Linked DNA regions of Capra hircus: region 1 is linked to region 2. The links are chromatin contacts, called in public Hi-C maps. All regions are on one chromosome and are shown on one strand. The core of a region is the stretch at or near the end of the contact, and the rest is flanking DNA. Distances in the headings are between cores, read along the strand shown. Region 1 overlaps FMNL3 (formin-like protein 3). Region 2 holds the start of FMNL3 (formin-like protein 3).

Region 1 (5,076 bases), core at 2,079-4,578, 51 kb after region 2:
GGATGTATATGTATATGAAGTGTAGGTTGGGGCCTGGAGGGAGAGGCATGGCGCCCTGGATACTGAAAATTGACTCTGGCTTTAGTGGAAGGAGGGGAGCCAAAGAGACAGAGCAGAGAGGCGAGCAGAAGTCTTGCAGGCTGGGCCTCCCAAGCACATCTGGGAGCTGAAACTTCTTAGCTGCAGAGGGAAGGTATTGAAGGGTTCTTAAACAAGAATGGACTGTGCCCCTAGGACTTTGACTGGTGCTGAGTAACATCAGTACTGGAGTTACTGGAGGTGAGGCAGTGAGTCCTCTGCCTCTGGATGTGTGCTGCTCAAGACCCCGCCCTCCGTCCTTGTAGGAACTGGATAATGAAGGGATGACAGGTACTGTGGGCAAAGGCAAGACCCGAGGTGGTTCCTCCCTCCTACACAGGTTTGACCTCCAGACACTGCCCGTCGACTTCGTGGAGTGCCTAATGCGCTTCCTGCCCACGGAGGCGGAAGTGAAGCTGCTGCGGCAGTACGAGCGGGAGAGGCAGCCGCTGGAGGAACTGACGGCTGAGGACCGCTTCATGCTGCTCTTCAGCAAGGTGGAGCGGCTGACCCAGCGAATGGCTGGCATGGCCTTCCTGGGCAACTTCCAGGACAACCTGCAGATGCTCACGCCGGTACGGCTCTCCCCTGAATCCTGGTGGTCTGCGGCGCACCCCCCCAACTCCTGACCTGCTGGCCCCCTTCCCTGCTGGCCCTGCTCTGACATCATCCCGCCCTGGCGTGGGATTACTTAGTTCTTCCTCTTGCCTTCCAGCAACTCAACGCTATCATTGCCGCCTCTGCCTCTGTCAAGTCTTCCCAGAAGCTGAAGCAGATGTTGGAGGTGGGGGAGGTTGTGGATGTGGGTGTGGGTGGTCCCCAGGTCCTGGGTGGGGCTGGGGCTGTACAGAGAAGAGGGCCTGCCCTGAGTTCCTCTGGTGCACCTCTGGACAGATCATACTTGCGCTGGGGAACTACATGAACAGCAGCAAGCGGGGAGCTGTGTATGGCTTCAAGCTCCAGAGCCTGGATCTGGTAAGAGGGTAGGGGCGACACGGAGCCAGGGAGCTTGAGGGGCAGCAGCTGTGGAACCCAGGTGTTCAGACCTGTTGCGTTGCCCTTTGCCCCCCTCGACCAGCTGCTGGACACCAAGTCCACCGACAGGAAGATGACCCTGCTTCATTTCATCGCCCTGACGGTGAAGGAGAAGTACCCAGACCTGGCTAACTTTTGGCATGAGCTGCACTTTGTGGAGAAAGCCGCTGCAGGTGAGAGCCCGGCCAGGCGAGCCCACCCTTGTGTCCAGCCCAGGACAATCCCCAGAAGCTATGAGGAGAACGCTTGGGTGCCTTTCTGGCTTTTCTTTCTGATACTTCGAAGCTTTCCACTGGGGCTATGGGCAGGGGCCACCCCAGAGAGAGCCTTCCTACAGGCCCCTCACCCCACCCGGGTGCTATGGGAGCTGGTAGAGAAAGGCAGCCGCGGCTCTTTGCCCCCACAGGCTGGCCCTGGAGCCTGCGTGTCTCTGTGATGTGTGTGAAGCCCCCCACAGACATAGGGTCGCGGTTATTTTTGTCCCCCTCATGAAACCGGGGCAGGCCTGGGGCGGCTCTGTGTTGGAGCCCAGCAGTCTCTGGCTCACCTTCCTTGGCTATCTGGAGGGTCACGAGCCCACAGCCTCCACTCCTTCTCCTTGGCCCCTGTAAGAGCCTGGCTAGCTTGGTGTGCCCCTCTCCATCCATGTGGGAGCTCTGGAAGCAGGGCGTGAGGAACCAAGCTAGTCTCTGCTGCGGGGAGGACTGTAGTCCTCAGTCCGGGCTCTGGTGACCACAGTGTCCCTGGAGAACGTGCTGCTGGACGTGAAGGAGCTGGGCCGGGGCATGGAGCTGATCCGGCGGGAATGCAGCATACATGACAACAGCGTCCTGCGCAACTTCCTTAGCACCAACGAAGGCAAACTGGACAAGCTCCAGCGTGACGCCAAGACGGCCGAGGTGAGCGCAGGGTGGAGGCGCCATGCCCCTCTGGTGGGCGTGGTTCCGGTCCTTGGCTTGGAGAACTTTCGTCAGGCAGCTGGCTGGCTGATTTGGGGGCAGGGGCTGGCACTGTGGGTGGCAGGCAGGTGCCTCTGGAGACACGCACTCGAGGGTGCTCTGGGAGCCCCTTGTTCTTTTCCCTCCCACAGGGGCTGTGGGGGCCACTGTTGCCTCTCCTTGGTCCTGGCTGGTCCCTGGTGGGAGCTGGGCTTCCCCTTCCCCGCCGGGCTGACCCCTTCTGCCCACCCCTTCCCCAGGAAGCCTACAACGCGGTAGTACGCTACTTCGGCGAGAGTCCCAAGACCACACCTCCTTCTGTATTCTTCCCAGTGTTTGTCCGATTCATTCGTTCTTACAAGGTGAGTAGAAGAGAGGTTTTTAAAGAGGAGTCTGGCTCAGAGAAATTGGGTAGGGGTAGAGAGGGCTGGGCTTCAAGTCTGGGCCTTTTTCTTCTCCTCCTCTGAGTCCTGGGAGGGATCGATGGAAGCTGGCCACAGGCCTCTTAGCTGTGAACTGGTGGGCAGGGTGGGGGCCCAGGCCCTTCCTGTCATTGTTTGGGGCAGGAAGTACCCCTCCAGAGGGTGGCCACCTGGGGTTGCTGGTCCCACTGACACCCACTCTCCACCCTCAATGTCAGCTCCTCCCCTCATAACCTGTGTGAACCTCAGCACACACACATACCATCCTTAAACACACACACCATCTTTCATGGTTCTTAGGAAGCAGAACAAGAGAATGAAGCCCGCAAGAAGCAGGAGGAGGTAATGCGGGAGAAGCAGCTGGCTCAGGAAGCCAAGAAACTGGATGCCAAGGTGGGTGGGACCAAGAGCTGGGGCCTGGAGAACAGGGCAGAGGCTTAGGGGGAGGGTGGAGCAGAGAGCTGGAGCCCCAAGACCACCCAGAGGGCCTGATGCTGGAGTCCACGGGCTGGGGAGAGGGTCTATGAGAGGGGACTCCCAGCCATGGGGGTGGGGGTGCTGGTAAGCATAATCCAGGGCACTCCAGGGTCTGAGTGCATCCTGAGCAGGAACCAGCCCCGTGGAGGGTTAGTGCTGACTCCCTTCCCCTTCAAATGCTCGGCCCTAGACCCCATCTCAGCGGAACAAGTGGCAGCAGCAGGAGCTGATTGCAGAGTTGAGGCGGCGCCAAGCCAAGGAGCACCGGCCTGTTTACGAGGGGAAGGATGGTACCATTGAGGACATCATCACAGGTGGGCCCTTTGCCCTCCCTGGTGCCTGGCCACTGAGTGGCTCCCACACCCCTCCCATAGCCCTTTGGGCCTCCTCCCACCCCACCCCCATGGGGCCTGACCACTGTGTCTCTCTCCTGGGCCACAGTGCTGAAGAGTGTCCCTTTCACGGCCCGTACTGCCAAGCGGGGCTCACGCTTCTTCTGTGATGCAGCCCACCATGATGAGTCAAACTGTTAACCCCCAAGGCTGGGGCCCTTGACAGGTACTGGGCACCATAGCTGCCCTCTGCATGCCCACCTCCCAGCACTCCTGCTGGGACCCACAGGCACCTCCTCTCCTGCATGATTTGGAACCATCCTCTGGCAGCCTCGTGGTGACGGGGGACACATACTTCTTCCCTTGCATGCCCCGTGCTCTGAGAAGCATGACTGATCCCCTGCATGTACCCTCAGGGAAGTGGTGCTCTCCCACTAACGCTGTCCTGGCTTCTACTAAGACCCAAGGGGTAGGGAGCTGCCCAAATAGGCAGGACCAGGTGCCACCTCTGATTACTGAGGCAGAGCAGCTGCAGTCCTGGGCCTGGGTGTCCATTGTCCTTGCCTCCTCAAATGAGCTCTGGCAGTGGCTTCTGCCCAGGGACATCAGATGACCCTTGACCTGTTTCCTGATATCCAATCTGCCTGGGGTCTCTTCCCAGGTTCTAGCTGTTGTCGAGTCCACCTTGTTTCTGCCATTCCCTAGTGACCTCTAGTACCCCTGCCTGTTGTTCTGAACATGCAGAGTCCACCCTGACTGTCCACTCCAGCCTCTTTTAATCTCACTCATTAGCCTCACGGCTGGCTCTTTGCTAGACTTGCCTGTGGGCTGGGCCTACAGAAGGTGGGCCTGGCCCAGCTTCCCTGCCTGTTCACAGGCCTCTTGTCTTCCCCACAGGCCTCCACCAGCAGCCCCTCGTCGTTTGCCCTCCAGCCAGGAGTGCTGCACCGCCTGCTGGCCCCCCTCGGGCTCCAGGCCCCCACTGAGACCCTCGGAGTCCTCCAAGTCCAACCAGTGCACCTGAAGCCCTGGAACTGGCCAAGGGCCCAGCAGAGGGCTATGCTGCTCTCAGTCCATCCCAGCTCTCAAAGCTGGAGCTTGCCTGCCGCCTCTGTGGGCACTGGGTCTTTCAGGGCCTGGCACTTCCAGCACTGCACTTTGCTCCCAAGGTCTTCAACTTCATTTCCTCAAGAGCCAGCTCAGGGCTAGAAAAACCATTTCCAGCTTTAAGCTAGGCCTCAGGCACCTAGGCCCGCCGTCACTAGAGCCAGAGGGAAGAGAAGAGAAAGCAATTATCGCTTCTTTTTTCCCTTTACTTTGTGAGTCCCAGTGGTCAGCTGTGATGTAGGAGTGTCCAAGCTTAGCGAGCCCTGGACCCTGCCAGCCTCAGATCTCCTTCTACTAGGAGCAAGGCTCTCCTAAGCCTGGGCCCGCCCAGCTGTGCCCTAGTGATAAGGGGAGAGAGCGAATCCACGCTCCCTGCCCGTGGCCCTTTGCAGTCAAGGTTGACTCTCCTTGCCAATGTGAGCAGAGGGGTCGTTTCCTCTTCCCCAACCTGGAGACAGCAAGAGAAAGGAGGTGCCAACAGCATCCTCACTTTTCCCCAGCTAGGTTTTGCTGGCAGGGGGCAGGGTCATGGTGGTCTCAGCTGTTTTCTCCATCCCCTGCCAGTTTCTTCTCAGTACCTGAAGGGAACACAGGGGCCCACTCCTTTTTGTACATGTACCATTTCTTCTTTCTTGTACATAAACCCCAAACCTTCCTTCTCTCAACAAAGGCTTGAAATACCAGGCC
Region 2 (5,176 bases), core at 1,364-3,863:
AAAAACATTGTTCCTGATCTTCCCTTTCTGGCTGTCCCTCACCAAATCTATTCCTCCCACCATCTTTCTCCATTTCAGTCAATGAAAACTCACCCTCCCACTTGCTCAGGTGAAATGCTTTGGCATTAATTTTCAATCACCCTCAACATCCAAACTGTCAAACAATTCTATTGGCTCTTCTTTCAAACCTATTAAAAATCTGATCATTTCTACTTGTGCAACTACAACATTGCTCCAAACCACCATCATCTCTCACCTGTATTATTGTAATAGCCTTCTCACTGGTCTTCCTGCCCATGCCTCTATTCCTTTCATTTTCCATGCAGGAGCCAGAAGATCCTTTAAACCATAAGTTAGATCATGTCACTCTTCTGCTCAAAATCTTCCAATGGCTACTATCTTAATTAGAGAAAAACCAAAGTCCTTGAAACAGTCTACACTATCCTGCACCATATGGCTTCTGGTTACCTTTTTGACTTCATCTGTTTCAGAAAATAATTTAATTAATTTATTTATTTTTGGCTGTGCTGGATCTTCATTCCTTTGTGGGCTTTTCTCTAGTTGTGGTGAGCAGAGGCGACTCTTGTTTCGGAGCACAGTCTCCAGAGTGTTCAAGCTCCAGTGGTTGCAGTTCCCTGGATCTAGAGCACTAGCTTAGTAGTTGTGGTGCACAGGCTTGGTTGCTCCATGGAAAGTGGGATCTTCCCAGACCAGGGATTGAACCTGAGTCTCCTGATTTGCAGGTGGATTCTTTACCACTGAGCCACCAGGGAAGCCCTGATCTCATCTTTTACTACTCTTTCCCTTGCTCATCGCATTCCAGTCACATTGACCTCCTTCCTTTTCCTCTAACACATCAAGCATAGCATGTACTTGACATTTCCTCTGGATCATTCTTCCCCCAGATAGTACTATGACTCAATTCTTCACTTCCCTCAGCTTTTTATCCAAGACCTCACCTTAATAGTGAGGTCTGCTCTGATCGTCCTATTTAAAATTGTAACCCCCTTCACCTCTATTCCATTTCCCTTTTTTTTTTTTTTTTTAAATTTTGGCTGTGCCAAGAGACATGAAATCTTAGTTGTTCCCTGACCAGGGATCAAACCCTCGCCCTCTGTATCGGCAGAGTGGAGTATTAACCACTGGACCACCAATCTCGATTTTATTTTTGTTAACACTGATCACTAACACCTGTACATTTTATTTAGTTTATTGTCCACCTTTTTTCCTACCCAGAAGAGCAAGGAGAGCGAGATGTATGCTTCTATCTTTTTTTTTTTGGGGGGGGGTCATACCACACAGCTTGCAGGATCCCAGTTCTCTGACTAGGGATCGAACCCTGGCCCCTGGCAGTGGACCATCAGGGAATTTCCTGTATACCTTTTTCGGTTTACACATATGTCTTCAATGATCCAAACAGTATCTGACATATAATGAACTTTTCAGTAAATACTTGTTGAATAAATGAATGAAAAGTAAAGGTGATAACTTCAGGCAAGTGAAGTTGCTGGAGTCAAGTTCTCAGCATGTTATTAGAACTCCTTAGTTTTGCTTTCCTCTGCAATGACTTCATTCTCAAACAGGCTTGAGATCTTATGATGATGGCATGACGGCCACCAGCAGCTCCAGATTTACATTCTCACAATCCAGCAGTCTTCCCACTCTGGGAAGACAGTGCCTCTTTCCTGATGATTCCAGTGAAAGCCTTAGAAATGAGTTTTATATTCCGGGTCAAGTGTCAATCCCTACAACAGTCCTAAAGGTAGAGGAAGAAAAAGCCTGGGTCATAGGGACCTCCTGGGACAGGCATGAAATTCCGCTCTACATAGACTCAGAACAGCGGAACGTAAAGTTCCCAAATGGGGTGCTATCACTTGAAGAGGGATATAGGCTCGGCCGGCAGAAACAACAGATGTCCCTCACATAAATGATGACCCACCCAGCACACCTCGGCCAGAACAGCATTGTCCCGCCTCTCCATTTTCACATCCAATCAGATCAACCTCTGAACGTTGGTAAGGTCCTCTCCTCTTAACTGCCTTTTCACCTGTCTCCTCTTAACTGCCTTTTCACCTGTCAGTTACGGTATTTCCCTATCCCTGAATGGTTCAAATATGATCTCCCTTATCTTGACTCTTTAACAGATGTGGTCTCTCTCCCACTTCTGAGCATCCTACTTGTTTCTATTTCTCTTGTAGTTATTTTTTCACACTGTGCCCTATATCTTACTTATTTGTGTACATTATGAGCTGTTGTGGAAAAGGGCCGCTTCCCGCGCCCTAGCCGACACACCTCACGCCCTCAGCAACTGCGGTGATTAGATACGCACCAGTGCCGCCAGGGCGCGCCAAGTGCCAGGCGCGAGGCCTCCGGGAGCGAGTGGGGGGAAGGGGGGGCCAGGAGGCGCTGTGATTGGCAGTTGCTGCAGTCAATCGGGCGCAGGCGGGGGCGGGGCGGGGCGTGGCGCCAGGGAGGCCCGTGGGCGAGAGGCGGGGTCTGCATGAATGGGGCGCGCGGCGCGCGGCTGCAGTCGGAGCTCGGGGGGGAAGCAAGAGTCCCGGCCCGGAGTGGGTGGGAGGAAGCGAAGTGTTGGGGGGAGGGAAAGAGCGCGGGGGGCGGGGAGGGGCAGCGCCGGGGCGGCGCGCTGAGAGCGGCGAGGCGGCGGGTGTGAGTGAGAGCCGTGGCCGCGGTGCCTGTCGCTGCGGTGCCGCTGTCCGCTGCACCGCCTCCTGTCGGACCCCGAGGAGCCCCCGACCCGGCGGAGGAGTAGGGACTGGGGTAGCTGGCACTGAGGGAAGAGCTGGGTCCTAGCGGCCGAGCCCAGGACCCCCGGGCGTGGAGGTGGGGGGGCTGAGGCCCCCGAGGGGGCCCCGCCGCGATGGGCAACCTGGAGAGCGCCGAGGGGGGCCCGGGCGAGCCCCCCTCTGTCTCGCTCCTGCCGCCGCCTGGCAAGATGCCGATGCCGGAGCCCTGTGAGCTGGAAGAGAGGTTCGCCTTGGTGCTGGTGAGAGCCGATCCTGTCCCTTCCCCCTCCTACCGCTCCCCCCAACCCCCACGCCCCGATCTCAGCGCCCCGGGTGGGACTTTGCCCGGATTCCTCGGTCCGGCCCACCCCTTCAGTAAGGGCCCCCGATGGCCCTCGACTACCAGCGCCTTCTCAGGCGCTGAGCAGCCCCGTCTGGGACCTCCCGAGCGAACCCTCTACCTCTGGACACTTAGGAGGAGGGGTCCCTAACCCGGGACCGCCCCAGTATCCAGAGTTCTTCCTCTTCCCTCCCTCTTCTGCCGCCCTTCGCACTTCTCCCCACTTCCTTGACAGTCTCCCCAGATCCCTGGGATTCTCATTTCTAAAACTTTGGCGGGAGAGGGAGAATTCAGAAGCTCCGGGCCGGCCCATTCCTCATCCTCAGTCCGGATTCTCTGACTGGGGAGACCGCCTCTCTTGTTAACATGGAGGCTTTCCAGGGAGTGGGTCCTACTCCCAGCCCAGACCAGATGTTTAGGGGAGAGGAGGGGGAACGGAGGAGGGGCTGGCAGCTCGTGAAGGGGGTGGAATAAAGAGTGATGCCATTCTACTTATTTTCAGAACGGCCTGCAGGCATCCTGCAAAGTTAAAGTGGGTTTGCCTAAAAGGACTGAACATGTGGATAAACCATTTCATTAGTGTATTTTTCCAATTGAAACAATACACAAACCATCCTGCCTCCCCCACAACCCCCCCTTTTTATGTTAAGCCCTGGTGGTTGGTTTTTGTTTTGTGCCTGTTCTTTTTAGTCTTTCTGTAGGTTCCTAAGTGATCTGTATAAGTGAGGTTTTAGGGCTGACTTTGGGACCCTCCTTTGATGTGGGGATTGGACATTGATGTTAATGGCTGTCTGGAACCAGAAGATCTGATCGATATCACTGAGATGGAGACAGAGAATATGTTGGAGCTAAAAATGAAATTTTGGAGAAAGTGAACTAGGTGATGGAACATTTGCTAACAGAGGTAAATCTTAGAGAAACTTGGGGAAATAGTTCTCAGTTGCTCCAAGAACTCTCTTAGAGGCAGTGCCAATGTTGCCTTTATTGTTACTATGGCCAGAAAGGCTGACTTTGCCTTTGCCTGTGAGGAGGGATAAGTTGTGGACTTAGCAGCCTTATTGGATTTCATCTGCTTTAGAATAGGCAGATTAGATCTGTTGGCATCAGTGAAGCTGTCTAGAGATCCTGGCCTCTCTAATGGTGGAGAGCCTGACATCAGCCCATTGGCACCGTAGCGGGATCAGAGAGGGTCCACGGGGTTCCAAAGGGAAGCTGGCACCTCTCTTGCCCATCAGCTCTGTGAAGGGCCTGAGGGATCTGAGCCACACATCCTGTGACCCTCTGCATTTCCCCTAGCCTCCTCAGGAGGATGGGGTGAGTCAGTGATTACTAATGTGCTGTGGCCATCTCAGAGGCTGACGAGGAGAGCCTGGGACTTGGTGCCCTTGAGAACAAGAGCTCAACTGTTGGGGAAAAGAGTAGGAGGGAATCTGCACTCCAGTAAGGGTGTGAAAACCCCCGTCAAGTGGCATGAGGTAGCTACAGAACTGGAGAGAAAGGGCTGTTGAAAGGTGGACTGATGGGGGACTGCCTTAGGTAGGGGCTACCAGGCTGGTTGTTGTGAGAGCGCGAAACCAGAGTTGGTCATGTCCTCTTTGGAGTTTGGTTGACACGTTTGTTTAGCTGGCAGATTAATGGCTTAATATTCACAAAATGTACAAGGTATCCTGATTACTAGCCAGCAAGCTCAGGTCAAGCCAGAGACCTGACCACCCACTTGCAAGCCTTCCTTTCTGTATAAAGTTTTGATTTGTTTCCTTGTTGCTTTTGTTTTGATCTTTCTGCTGCTGATGGGGAGTTGGGACAGGGCAGGCCGGGGGCTAGTTGAATTTTACCTCATTTTTCCATTTTTCATGCTTTCTTGGAGATTTCAGTTCTTCTTGGGGGCTCTTAAAGATCCCTCTTTCCTCTGTTCCTAAAATATGCCATCCTTTGGGAACTCCGTTGGCTGTTTGACCCTGGAACAGGCTCAGGTGTGTTTCCTAACAGTGAGGATAAGCTTAGTAGAGTAGAAAAGGCAGGGGCTCTGATTTAACCTCTCTGAGCCTAGATTTTTTTCATCTGTACAATGGGGCAAATGATTCCCATCCTG

Evidence for each region. A called contact is a pair of places that touch in the nucleus more often than the background predicts.
Region 1: a Hi-C map of blood shows a contact between it and region 2, with 7 times the contacts expected there. The contact joins the enhancer-like site here to the promoter of FMNL3 in region 2. A contact is called at or near these places in 2 of 5 Hi-C or Micro-C datasets (both in blood).

The regions. Positions count from the first base shown.
Region 1 is chr5:29,850,878-29,855,953 of ARS1.2, forward strand. FMNL3 (formin-like protein 3) reads left to right here. Exons shown (of 25, transcript XM_018047825.1): 17 at 419-653; 18 at 794-862; 19 at 973-1,053; 20 at 1,157-1,286; 21 at 1,852-2,012; 22 at 2,312-2,413; 23 at 2,774-2,866; 24 at 3,141-3,264; 25 at 4,180-5,072. The coding sequence ends at 4,268. Among named protein-coding and RNA genes, the nearest start is that of PRPF40B, 23 kb to the right of the region's middle. Within about 2 kb of position 3,329, at least 1 of the 5 cell types and tissues checked has an H3K27ac peak or open chromatin away from gene starts, as enhancers often do.
Region 2 is chr5:29,800,889-29,806,064 of ARS1.2, forward strand. FMNL3 (formin-like protein 3) reads left to right here and starts at 2,614. Exons shown (of 25, transcript XM_018047825.1): 1 at 2,614-3,004. The coding sequence starts at 2,879.